Regions from separate parts of the Mus musculus genome. Here region 1 is linked to region 2. The links are chromatin contacts, called in public promoter capture Hi-C maps. All regions are on one chromosome and are shown on one strand. Each heading gives the region's core, a stretch centred on a gene start, on an enhancer-like site or on the middle of the called end of the contact. The rest is flanking DNA. Distances are from core to core; before and after follow the strand shown. Region 1 holds the start of Mfhas1 (malignant fibrous histiocytoma amplified sequence 1). Region 2 has its middle 7.0 kb from the start of Gm39162.

Region 1 (6,763 bases), core at 3,945-6,444, 47 kb before region 2:
AGCTGCCACTCGGGCTAAGACAAAGATCAGAGTGGCATTCACTCTTCCCATTCAGCACGCCTCAACCTACCCTGGGTGATGGGGGACCAAGGTGAGAAGGGCTCAGCCACCCTATTGTTACAGGGTCTGTGCGAAGGATGCTTGTGATGCTACTGACCAGGGGACTGCACACAAATCAGCTGTTAAAGAGCCTCAATCGACAAGGAAACAGTTCCTAGCAAAAGGCTGGAGACTAATTAACCAAGGGTGGGGAATGGGAAAGCTCCCAGACAGAACAGTAAAAAGACCAGGAGTTCCCAAGACTGGTAGGAAGAGACAGATGAAGGAGTACAAAGGACTCCTCTCTCTCTCTCTCTCTCTCTCTCTCTCTCTCTCTCTCTCTCTCACACACACACACACACACACACACACACACACATATACACACACACACACACAAACACACACACACAGGGTGGTGAAACTACCCTAGATTACATTACAATGATGGGCACTTGTCATTCATTATGCAATTGCTCAAACCCTCAAGAATAAACACCCAGAGGGATCACTAATATAAGCCAGAAATTCCAGGCAAGGATTCGAGGATTCGCTCCTGAGGGTGGAGGGATGGAGCAAGTTGGCTGGTCCCGTGCAGAGAATGATGAATGAGGATGGCGAGGCTATGCTGATAGGGAGGAGGCTGGGCAGATGGAAAGCCCAGACTTTCTGTTCTTCAGGGTTACTGAACCTTTAAAATGGGTTTGAAAATGAAGGTTCCTTGTTTGCTTGCTTGTTTGTTTTAAAGCTTAAACAACTTAGTCCTCAAATTCTCTCATTCACCTATAACTATATACAAAAGGGAAAAAAAAAACTATTGGGAAACACACCCTAGGAGGCTCTTGGGTTTTCTTTTTTTGCTTTCCCTTCCCTCACTTAAAAACCACCTTCGGAAAGCCCCCTTTTCCAAGAAGCTATCTTACGATGTATACAGAGCTCAAACTTGCCAAGAAACATCAGAGGAAACTCCCTTCAGACAAGTGAGTCCTCTCTCTCTCTCTCTCTCTCTCTCTCTCTCTCTCTCTCTCTCTCTCTCTTGCTCGCTGGTCAAGTCTGCACTCTCAAGAGGCAGGCATGCATTACAGACTGACTACTCAGCCATCACTCACCCTGATTACAGAACATTCTTTGAATTTCTCGGGAAAAGCCAGTCCTAACTCTAACTTGCTGGTTACACACAGACTTTAAACAAAAGAATATGACCCCCAACACAGACCCAGGATCCTCCCTCTGATCGACCTGAGTCTAATGCCTGTGAGAATGGAGGCTCAGACAGATCTAATGTCACACTCCTCTGACCTCTGTGTGGTCACCTAAGATTGCCTTCCGCAAATGCGGCAAGCTTGCATAGGACAATAAAGGCGAATTGGAAATGTGTGAATCTGGCAGTCTGAGTCTCTCTATTAGAAGAGAATGATGCTCGTGGCAGCATTTCACCTGGCCGACCGCCCTTCATTTACCTTGAAAGGCTTTCCTGGAAAGTCTATGAGACTACAGAAACACTCCTGCCACACGAGAAACAAAAGCCTCCAAAACACAACATAAGACAACCCGTCAGAGAATCCCAAACACCCTCTCTGCCTACCTGGGAAAGCGTGTGGATTTGGCGACCCTCTCTTAAGGCACTTAGAACAGAGGATGTGCACAGTGTAGTGCAGTCCAGGCCATTCCTGAAGTAGGACATTCAGTTCCTCTACCAAAGGGGTGATGGCTTGCCATGCGGTCCATATATTTGGTAGTGACGCATGGCTGGCAATGGACAGGGTGTCGGGCTGCAGAACCCCCTTGGCAGGTCTGTAACTCACCACCACGGGAACTTTCCCTCTATATGCAAAGATCTGAAATTTCCCATCCGACCTGTGCACCACGTGACTGTTGATCTGGACACTGTAACGTGCGAACAATCCAGGTGGAAAGGTGAAGGGAAAACTATATTCGATCTGTAACTGTTCAGCCACAAAAGACTGCCCGGCTAGGTTGGTGCCATTAATCCAGGCCTCTGCATGGGGCACCTCATTCTGCACGTAGCATGGGAACTTGTACCATGCCGCGGAGCCATTCAAAGGCTTGCCTTTGGGTTTATTGAGGCAGTAACAGAGTCCCATCTTCTCCAACAGCTCCAGCAGGAGCTGCAAGTCCTGTTGGGCCTGGACATGAGGCTTAAGCAGCAACCGAATGATGTGGGCTGGCAGAAGCCCATGCAGCAAAAAGCCTTCCACATAATGATGAAGCTGGGTGGCCCGGAGTGGGTCCTGACCCGGGCTGGGCACTGCTATAGTGGGGAAACTTTCCCCCTCCCCCTCCCCCTCTCCATTGGTCCCTAAGAGCAGTTTATGCAGCAGCAATGAAGCATCTCTCTGGAAAAAGACATTGAGGATGTCAATGAGGCGGGTGAGGTTGTGGAAGACATGCTCCTTGAGGGCTGGGCTATCCTCAAAATAGAGCAGTTTGCCGCTCTCGTGCAGGTAGGAAAGAGCACTCTGGAGCCGGTCCTCAGTCAGACCTGCCTGCAGGCCCAGGCGGGCAGAGTCCCACCAGCTCAGCCACAGTCGTTGTGCCTGAGGTGGCTGGAAGTGCAGTTCCTCCAGTACCTGCCAGGATCGAGGCAGGACTCGGTGTAAGTTGGGAAAGATTTCTCGGTGCTCAGCTACAGAGAGCAGCTTGTCTCGAAGGCGTTGCAATTGGAGGGGGTCCCGGCAGCTTACGGGCAACACGGGAGAGAGGATCTGCAACCGGTGGTTAAGCAAGTATTGAAAATGGGCCTTGCGCCTCCGAAGGTTCTTGTCTGAAACACCGTAGTAGGCTGCGTGAGGGCTGGCAGAGCGCAGCTCGAAGTCCCGAGCCAGGGCCTCATCCACCACCTTGGCTAGATGGCTAAGGCCCTCTGCATCGTTCTTCTCCTGCAGGGCAATCTGTCGGTGAATGTCCAGACATTTCTCCTCAAGCTCCCGCTCCCCACACAGGTCCGCATGCGTGCCTACAATACACACCACAGCGTGAGGCACCCGGGCCCCCACCCGATGCAAGAAGGAGCCCACGGTGGTAGGGAAGCAGCGAGGTTCATAGGTGGCCAAGTTGACCACGAGCACATACAGGGCTCCAGGGGAGAGGAAGAAGGGCTGTATCACCTCATAGCTTTCATCACCGGCTAAGTCATACACAATGAACCGCAAGCCCCGGGAAGCATCCGCTGTCCAGCTGGTCACCTCGATGCCCTTACTACCAAGGGGAGGGAAAGGTAGGTAGCTCTTCTCCTTGTCCCCTCCACCTTGCCCTCCCTCCACTTTGTCCTCGGTGAGGCAATGTCGAAGCAGGGTCTTTCCTGCAGCCTTGTGGCCCATCAGGAGCAGCTTGAGCCGGGGCTGCACGGCTGGCTGCGAATGCGCCAGTTCCTTCTGGTAGGCTGCGATGTAAGGGATCCCCTTCATGCAGACTTCGTAAGGGGGCTGAATCAGTGGGTTGTCCTTGATTTTCCACAAGCCTACCCGGGAGAGCTGGCCAAAGTTGTCCGGCAGCACAGCGATCTGGTTGCCCTGGAGCACCAGCTCCTCCAGGCCAGTCAGCTCCACAATGGAGTCTGGCAGGTACCGGATGCGGTTATTATCCAGCCACAAGGTGAGAAGCCGACCCAGCCCGGCGATAAGAGAGGGCACTGAGGTGAGCTGATTGCGACTAAGATAGAGCTCCTCCAGACCAGCCAGGGGCAGCAGCGCAGCAGGGAACTCCTCGAAGAGGTTGGAAGAGAGGTTGAGCATTTTGAGCCTCTGCAGACGGCTGAACTCGTCGGGCAGAGCCTGGAGCCCGTTGTTATCTAACATGAGGCTCTCCAAACTGGCCAGCTCGCAGAAGCCTCTGGGCAGCGTGCCAAGCTCGGCCCCGCTAAGCCAGAGGATCTTGAGGGCACGCAGGGCACTGATATCCTCAGGTAGGCCTCGCAGCCGGTTGCTGGAGACGTCGAGCTCCTCCAGGGCAGCCAGCTGCAGCAGCTGCTGGGGAAAGGCGGTGAGCTGGTTGTGGTCCACGTCAAGGGTCCGAAGGTGGTTGAGGCAGGAGAAGGAATCTGGCAGATGCGCCAGCCGGTTGAAGCTGACATCCAGCTCCTCCAGGTGGGCGAGGGCACCCAGCTGGGCAGGCAGGGCTGGCAACTGGTTGTGGCTCAGGTTGAGTTTGCGCAGCTCCCTCAGGGCGCTCACCACCTCGGCTCCCAGGATGGTCAACCGGTTGTGGCTGACGTCCAGTTCGGTAAGGTGGTGGCCTAGCTCCGCCACCGCAGGGGGCAGCCGGGCAAAACGGTTCCTGCGCAAGACCAAGACGCGAAGGCTGCCCAGAGCTGACCCCAGACCTTCAGGCACATCCTCGAGGCCGTTGTTCCCCAGGTTCAGCACCTCAATGTCCCCGATGTTGGCCGGCAGCACCAGCTGGGGGGCGTCGGGGGACTCCAGTGGGTCGCCTCCGGCCCCTGGGCAGCTGAGCGTGAGCTGGCGCAGGTTGCTCCGCAGCTTCCTGGCTCTCAGGGCGGCGTCCCGCCACAGCCTCACCGTCTTCAGGTTGCCACTGTCCTGGCCAGCCATGGCGGGGCCCCGCGCCGACAACCCTCACGCCGGTACCGGAGCCCGCAGCTGCATGCCGCGCTGGACTCCGGCGGGCGCCCAGCCCCCGGGCCCTCTAGCTCCCGCTGCTCCCGGGCCACCACCCCTGCGCGGCCGGCGGCCGTGGGTCCTAGCGCAGCCGGTGGCGGGCGGCAGCGACGCAGGCAGGTTTGAGGGGCTCCGGGCAAGCGGCTCGGAGCTGGGCTGCGGCCGCGCAGCGCGGCTCGCATTCTCCGTGCTCCTGGGCCATGGGCGCGCCGGGCAGCAGGGCCGCCGCCCGCCGCGCCGCGGAGGATGCCTGCTCCTCCTCCAGCTCCGCCCGCCTCGCCGAGCCTCGGTAGCCGACTCCAGCCCCGCTACCCTCGCAGCGGCGGTCCGGAGGCCGGCGGCGTCACCTCCGCGAGCTGCAGGAGGAGGGCGGCGCTCGGCTCCGCGGCGGGCATGCTGCGGGCGCAGGGCCGGGGAGCCGGAGGTGAAGGCGTCTCCTTGTCTCCGTTTCCCCGCGGCTCGGGCGGGAGCGCGAGCGCCGCGTCCCCGGCGCTTGGAGAGCGCGATCGGGAAGCTACAGCGCCGCCCGGTGGAGCGGCCCCCACGTGACCGGCGGAGGCGCCGCTTGTTCCCGGCACCGCCCCTGGGGCGGGAGTTGCAAGTAAGCGCAGGCTTTGGGGTTTGGGGGGTCCAGCTACAGTGGGGCCGGCGACGTGGACTTCGCCCTGCGCCAGGCGCACCAGATGCGGTCCTCAAAGCTGATGTGGGACTCCGGGGTCTCCGGGTTGGTTTCTCCTGCATCAGGTTCTTTGTTGGTCCTGGCCTCTAAGGATTTCTTATTCATCCCTAAGCATAGGATTTAGCTGGCTTTCTTGCTCATCCTTCCCATGCGCCATACATCCACACCTCTATAGAGCCGGCAGAATTTAAGGACCTGGGTGTCCAAGGAGCTTAGAACAAGAGGGTAGTTATAAAAGGCAGATGGGGGAAAAGCAAAGAACCTTTTAATCCATTTGATAAGTTAGTTATTGGGGACTATTTGTACTAGGTCAACCGAAGCCTAGTTTTCAGCTCCCCTGGTTTGAGCCAGCACATCTCAGGCCTGTTGTGGGTGGCTGGGGGTTGGAGGCCATGCAAGATGTCTTAAGTCTGTACTATCCCATTTAGCGCCACAGCCGAATGCAACATGCTACATCTTGAATCCGACATTCCCCGTATTCTGTGGATTCAAAGAAATGACCGTATTATCAGACACATTTTCGCTATTGCAGGGTTCAGTGTGGGCTTGTTTCCATTGAGAGGAAGTTGGTTTGAGATCATATCTATACTCAAGTAATCTCCGAATTTATCAAAGCCGTGAAACCTGTCAAGACCGCAGAGATCACCTCTACCACTCCTTTCCAGTTGCTTAATCACTTTATCTGAGGAACACCGACAGGCAACAACTGGTTGAAAAGGACAGTCACTTTCATCGAGGGTGTGGTCACTGATAGCTTGCCAAAGCTCCAGCAGTTGGCTCCATACCACGATAATAAGGGCAACACAAATTAGACTCAATTTGCAAGCAAACAAGCTATCCTTCCATTGTAACTGTCTTCAGAAAACTCTTCTCCATTTGTCATTAGATAATCGATCATTTTGTTTATCTGCTTAAGAGAGCTGAGTAGTGCCTGGGACCTGTCAGCTTTTAGGCATGCCCCTTATCACCCCGGCTATAAAGGAGGTGAGTTTGCCTGCAAGGAACAATCCTCTACTTGCAAAGTCCTGAAAGATCCCTATGGCTAGAGTGATTTTTTTCCTCAGTTCTAGAGTTTGAACCCAGGGTTTCCAGCATGTGAGGCAAGAGGCAAGGTGACTTCTGGGAGCAAAGTTCATACTGAGCAAGCTTGGGAAAAGCCTGTACAAGAGCCCCTGAAGCTACGCATGTTCCTGCAGGCCTGTCACTGCAGCACCTGAGGGACTGAATGAAGCAAGAGGGTTTAAAGTGTGAGGTCATGGTAACATTAACTTCTTCAAGCAAAGAAGAACGTGGAGTTCTTTGAAAGCCAGGCTACTAAAAACTAAAATGTTAAATCAGGAGAAAGAATATTTTAAGTAATGGGAGAAAGGAAGAAAGGAAAGAAGGAAGTGAGGAAGGAAGAGAGTGA
Region 2 (6,263 bases), core at 3,407-5,906:
AAAAAATACAGAAATTCATCTCTTTCTTCAAGTCTTCATTTCCTTAAGAAGGCTCTCATGTCATGTAAAGTTGTATAACTTTGTAAACGGTTTTCATGTTCATCTGTCTTCTGTTACAGATACTTTCCATTACGAACCTCCTAAGATAGGATGGAATATTACTTCTTGTCTCTACACTTCTGTATTGGTTACTGTACTGGCTGGTTTTGTGTCAACTTGACACAGCTGGAGTTATCACAGAGAAAGGAGACTCAGTTGAGGAAATGCCTCCATGAGATACAACTGTAAGACATTTTCTCAATTAGTGATCAAGGGGGAAAGGCCCCTTGTGGGTGGAACCATCTCTGGGCTGGTAGTCTTGGTTCTATAAGAAAGCAGGCTGAGCAAGCCAGGGGAAGCAAGCCAGTAAGGAACATCCCTCCATGGCCTCTGCATCAGCTCCTGCTTCCTGACCTGCTTGAGTTCCAGTCCTGACTTCCTTCAGTGATGAACAGCAGTGTGGAAGTGTAAGTCGAATAAACCCTTTCCTCCCCAACTTGTTTCTTGGTCATGATGTTTGTGCAGGAATAGAAACCCTAAGACAGTTACTTTTACCAACACTGTGAGCAAATACCCAGCATGGACAACTTAAGGAAGGAAAGACTTGTTTGGACTCACAGCTCCAAGGGATTCTGTCTATGATCATTTGACTCCGTGTGCTTAGACACAATATCAGAGAACTTACTGGTTGTGTGTGAAGGAAAAGAACTATTCACTTCATGGCTTCAGACCAAGGGCATGGAAGAAGGAAGATTTTACTTTTCCCCTGATTGCCCTTATTCTTGCTGGCAAGTTCATCTCATCTGTGGCTGAGGCATTCCTTCACTGGCATTAGAGCCTACATCTTTGGGATTCCAGTATATCCTGGAGACCTGCTGGGATATTCAGCCTTATGGACTGAATGAGTATCGGGTTCTTGGACTTTCCACTAAGAGACATCCACTGTTAGATGTGTGGTAGTTAATTACCACCACAACTGACTGGACTAATAAACACTAAGGCATTTTAGTGAGAGTGTTCTAGAGAGGTTTAACTGAGAGGACTTACTCTGAACATGGTGACACCATCTCAGGGGCAGGGGTTTTGGGCTGAATAAAAAAGGGAAAACTGGGAGCCAGTCGATGGTGGTGCAGGCCTTTAATTCCCCACACTTGGGAGGCTGAAGGAAGAGGATCTCTGTGAGTTCAAGGCTAGGCTGGTGGTCTCCGGAGTGAGTTCCAGGGCAGCCAGGGGTACACAGTGAAAGGCGAAAGTGGGAAAGGCCAGTGAACACCAGCATTTCTCTCTTTGCTTCCGTACTGAGGCTACGATGTGAGCAGCAATCCCCTGTTGCAGCTTCTGTGTCTTCCCAATCACTCTGCCTAGCCTTAAGGTGTGATCCAAACCAAAGAAAGAAACTTCTTTGGTTTGCTCACATCTGCCATGTCTTTTATCACAGCAAAGAGAAGGTAGCCAACGCAGCCTGGAACTTAAGTCAATGGAATGTAAGCCAACACGCTGCCTTGCCATTCGAGTCTGACCGATTCCCGAGGGACGTCCGGTTTTGTTTCTGTGTCTGCTTGCTGAATGGTGGAGAGTCCCAGGACAGAATCAGATAGAGCCATATGGGAACCCCAATTCCCGTATGAAAGATATCTTCCCAGAGCCATCATCTGAGCAGGAACATGAGCACATCAGTTGCAGGAAGAGGTCCGCTGATACTGTATGATCATTCACAGTCTGGAGTTGCTGATCACAAGGTTAACCTTGACTGACTAATTCACTTCTTACCTCTGATCCTTCCTCTAAAAGCACTTTCACTGTTTGGACTCGTTCGGGTTGGGCTTTCTGTTGTTGTTGAGAACAACATGATACCCGATACTTTTCAGAACCTTATTTCATAGTTGCGCTTGGCATTTTGGTTGTCAGTTCCCTCCTCACTTTCAAAGCCAGCATTCTGAGAGAGAGAGAGAGAGAGAGAGAGAGAGAGAGAGAGAGAGAGAGAGAGGGAGGGAGGGAGGGAGGGAGGGAGGGAGGGAGGGAGGGAGGGAGGGAGGGAGGGAGAGAGAGAGAGAGAGAGAGAGAGAGAGAGAGAGAGAGAGAGAGAGAGAGAGAGGGAGGGAGGGAGGGAGGATCCTGTTTTGTTAAGGGCTTAACTGGCAATTCTGATTGGATGCTTTTACAACCATTCCCTTTATTCACTGAAATAATACATTGTTTCTCTACTGCAAATGTCTCTCCATTTAAGGATTGAGTATAATCGCCTTTGTGTCTACTCTGATCCTAGCTAATAACTTAATGCTTCCTGATTACTTAATAAAAGTTCTAGCAGCCAATTAACGTTAAGTACTATCATATGGTACGGAAAGGGGTAAATCAGGCGGAAGTGCCTCATCCTCGTTTGGGGGAGGGGTCACATTTCCGGATCTGCGCACTCGCACTTGTATCTCCTGTTCCTTTAACTTTAACAGGAATTAGAAACTTGGGAATTACGTGATAAAGGTTAAGGAGACAATAAAGAAATCTGACTTCTGCAAAGCAGTGTCTGTGTAAAGCAAGTCTTATCTTGCTTTATAAGGATCGCACCCTTGCTATAATCTTATTCACAAGTAACTTAATACTGAGGAAGAGTCAAAAGTCTTCGTGAACAAGCTCCAGGTCTTACACATGCCAACCGCATGCTCTATCTACTAAGGCGCTTTCCTTCCTCCCTCCTCCCTCCTCCCTTCCTCTCTTTCTGTATGTGCACACGTGAGTGAGTATATGTCTAAGAGTATATTGTGGGTGTACGAGTGTATGTGTGTGTAGTTGCACGTAGATGCAAATGTATTTACAGCTTGCAGAGACTAGAGAACAGCCTCACCTTAGACACAGTTTACTTTATAGAGGGTGGTTTGGTTTTTTTTGGGTTTTTTGTTTTGTTTTTTGTTTTTTTGTTTTTTTGTTTTTTTTAAGATATGATTTGTCAGTAGCCTAGATCTCACTCACCAATTTGGTTATCTGGTGTTCTGTATGGCATAGAGAATGATCTATGACAGCCATACTTTTCACTTTCAATGAGTGAGTTTATCAAGTATAGAGTAAGCCAAAGGAGAAGAATAAATAATAAGTGGTGAATCGATGGGTAGATTATCACATTATTATGCTCGACACTCAAAATATCCCACAGAAATCTGCTGAGGAAGCCCCTATAAAGAAGCCAGTTGATGTTCCTGATGGAGTCCTAGACAGAGCAGAGTGTCCCCTTGAGTAAAGCTTTCGGGTAAAAGAACAAATAACAGCATGAAGGTAGTAACATCACCAAACCAGGAGCTTGGAAACAGAGAAGAAAGTGACTGGGGAAGCCCTTTTAAAACAATCAGCTGGGGTTTTCCGAGAGCCACAAACAGAGCAGAGTGTCCAAGTCAAAGAATGATAACAGAGATGCCCTCACCAAATGAGGCGTCTTTCAGAAACTGACTTGGGAGGCTGAGTCAGTCAGCCGAAGTTCCTTATTGAGCATTTTATCTATGACAGAGCTTCTCATGCCTGGGCTTCCATTTTCTCTTTCCCACTGCAGACATCTTTATAACAGGGAATAAGCAATCGTAATTTCTGTTGGAAATTGTCCTCCCGCTGCTCTCAAAGATGATGATTTTTTATTCTTGAGTCATTTAACTGTTCCAGTTCCTCCCTGTCACAGAGTGAGTGGGACCAGACCATCTCCCGTTGAATTAATTATTAACTAATTAATAAATCTCAGCGTGGGTTAGCTACCTGCCTCAATGGTTTATGTTCCCGAATGAACGACACACATACTGCCTGTATGTCCCCCAAATGAAAGACACACACAGCCTTTATATTTTAGTATGCCTTAGGCAGCACAATAGCTGGGCAGCCACCTAGCCTCCATGCTGCCAGAATCTTCTTCCTGCCCAGAATTCTGAGTTACTGCTTACTAAATTCTATGTTCTATCTTGCCTGCTCTAGATCCAATTGGTCAATTTTCTGGGCCTTGCTCTCCCGGCTCCTTCACATGGTGGCCACACCTCTGTCTGCATGGCATCTCTCCTCTCCTCCACACTCTCCCTGCATGGCTGATCTCTTCTCTCCCCCTGTCTCAAGCCCAAGAAATCCCTGCCTATGTCCTCTCCAGCTATTGGCTGCTGGTATCTTTATTTACCTATCAGAACCAACTGGGGGAAGGTTCCCCGAAGCTCCATGGAGACCCTCTCTTGTAAGCAGTTTTTTTGGGGGAGGGACATAATTTTGGGGGGAACAGAATTAACATCGTAGTACAAGCAGCTACATCCCCAGATAAGGGAGGGGCCTTTCGAGTCACGTTGAAACAAACATGCTTGGGTCTAAAAATGATGGTGTGGGGTGCTAGGATACCCTGCCTCTGTAGTCAGCTTCTCAGTGAGCTCAAACAACCCATGCATGATAATATACTAATAGAATGTATATTAAAACCAGCTAGGCAGCTAGCCCCAGTCTCTCACTTCCCACATCTGAGATTACAAATGCCTATTTTTTCTTAATGAAGCTTGTGGGCATTAAACTTGAATCCTTATGCTTCAAGGCAAGCATATATCTACTGGGCCATCTCTCCAGGCCAAGATCTTTTTCTTTTCATCGTCTTCTTAGTCACAGTCCATCCGAGGAAGCCTCCCCGTGACACCTGCTTTGTCAGCCTGATGTATGAGCCCAATATCACACAGCCAACTGTCTTAATCACAAAAAGGGAACTAGGATTACGAGATTAATTCCCCTTTTGTTTCCTATCTTCATTTCATGGGGCACTGAAAGTAGATAAATCATTAAGACAATGACTCCATTTCCAGCGAACTTGAAGTCTCATGAAGGAGACGCATACATTTCTGTTTAACAGAGTTAAGAAGACTCCGAGGAAAAAGTTAGACAGTGGATGCTATGGGAGGGATGTTAAGAGTCACAAAGTCCAGCGTGAGGTTCATAAAAGTCTTCAGAGGGAAAGTGGTGCCCAAGGGCAACCACAAAAAGCTGCACAGTATTTGAGCAAACAGCATGAGGAAGGAAACGGTGGGACCTAGTGAGTGGGTTGTGTAAAAGCATTATGGGAGAAGGCAGAAAGGTCAGGACTTAGAAAAGCCTTCCAAGTGTGGGTCTGAATTATTTATTTCTATTAGAATTTAAGTTCCCTGAGTACAGGAACACAGTCTGCTTTGCCCACTAATGCGCCTTTACTGAGCATAGTTCTTGGCACCTAAACGTGCAAGGTAAACGCTGGGCAGGAATCTCATCAGATGCATCTCTCAGATACAAAATTTGGCAAGTGATAAAAGACTGGTGGCAAGACCAGTCCTGAACCTAACGCAATTGTCCAGGTATTGAATTTGACATGATCTCCAAGTAGTTATGAGAACAGGATCAGGAAAAATATTTGATAACCAATAAGCTAAGGATGTTTTTTAATACAGGAGAATAAACAGAGTGGGGAAGAAAAGATGGTAGAAGAAATGTTCATTCATTCATTAATTCATTCATGTAAACCAGGCTGGCCTCAAACTCACAAAGATCCATGTACCTCTGCCTTCTACATGCTGGAATTAAAAACTGTGTGCTTACGGCATCTGGCCCTGAGAGTCTGATTTTAACAAATGCTTCTCCATTGTGTCCTCGTCATTGCCTACCTTTGTCCTTTGGGAACTCTCTACACAGGTAATGTTCAGCTCAGATTCATATGGGTATATTCATTCAAGTCACCTCTATGTAATTCTGAAATTACATGATTTATGAGATTATAATTTAAAATGGTTTCATAAGCAGTTACCCTACAATTGCATGCAAGGCACTCTTATCGGCCATCCCATAACTCTCCTGCTCTTTTTATTTCCCATTTTTACTTTCTATTTCAAATTCTTCATGACAATCTATACAAGTATTCTCTTACATTTGTTGTAGATGGTTTGGGACAGTGTAAAAAACATAGAGAAGAGGAGAAGAGCTATTATATTCTTCTTATATTCTTCTCATATTCTTACCTAAGACTGGCCACTATAGCATTGCTAGAGTTTTCATATACATTTACAGGAATTATATCAAAGATTGATTGGTATAATCTTGCATGGTTTTATTTTTCTCCACTTAACATGGGCTCATAATTATTTTCCACTACTAATGTAAACATTCTACTAGCCACAATATTGCCCACTAGATGATTGTATCATTTTTAAAAGACTCACCTGTTTGTATCTAATATATAACAAAAATTATATATACTTTGC

What was found. Promoter capture Hi-C pulls out the DNA fragments that hold promoters and counts their contacts.
Region 1: a contact with region 2 is called in a promoter capture Hi-C map of macrophages, with 7 read pairs. The contact joins the promoter of Mfhas1 here to the enhancer-like site in region 2. A contact is called at or near these places in 2 of 39 promoter capture datasets (liver and macrophages), 9 of 484 Hi-C or Micro-C datasets (the MC3T3-E1 cell line, the Patski cell line, bone marrow-derived macrophages and 4 more), 3 of 115 datasets of contacts at active chromatin or transcription factors (bone marrow-derived macrophages and embryonic stem cells) and 2 of 9 other capture datasets (adipose tissue and pancreatic islet).

Annotation. Positions count from the first base shown.
Region 1 is chr8:35,586,220-35,592,982 of GRCm38.p6, reverse strand. Mfhas1 (malignant fibrous histiocytoma amplified sequence 1) reads right to left here and starts at 5,194. Exons shown (of 3, transcript NM_001081279.2): 1 at 1,625-5,194. The coding sequence starts at 4,610. Gm16793 (predicted gene, 16793) reads left to right here and starts at 3,963. Exons shown (of 3, transcript NR_040376.1): 1 at 3,963-4,145.
Region 2 is chr8:35,539,149-35,545,411 of GRCm38.p6, reverse strand. No RefSeq gene overlaps it. Among named protein-coding and RNA genes, the nearest start is that of Gm39162, 7.0 kb to the right of the region's middle. Within about 2 kb of position 4,656, at least 31 of the 459 cell types and tissues checked have an H3K27ac peak or open chromatin away from gene starts, as enhancers often do. A contact at or near this core is called in bone marrow-derived macrophages, liver and macrophages, where this site is marked.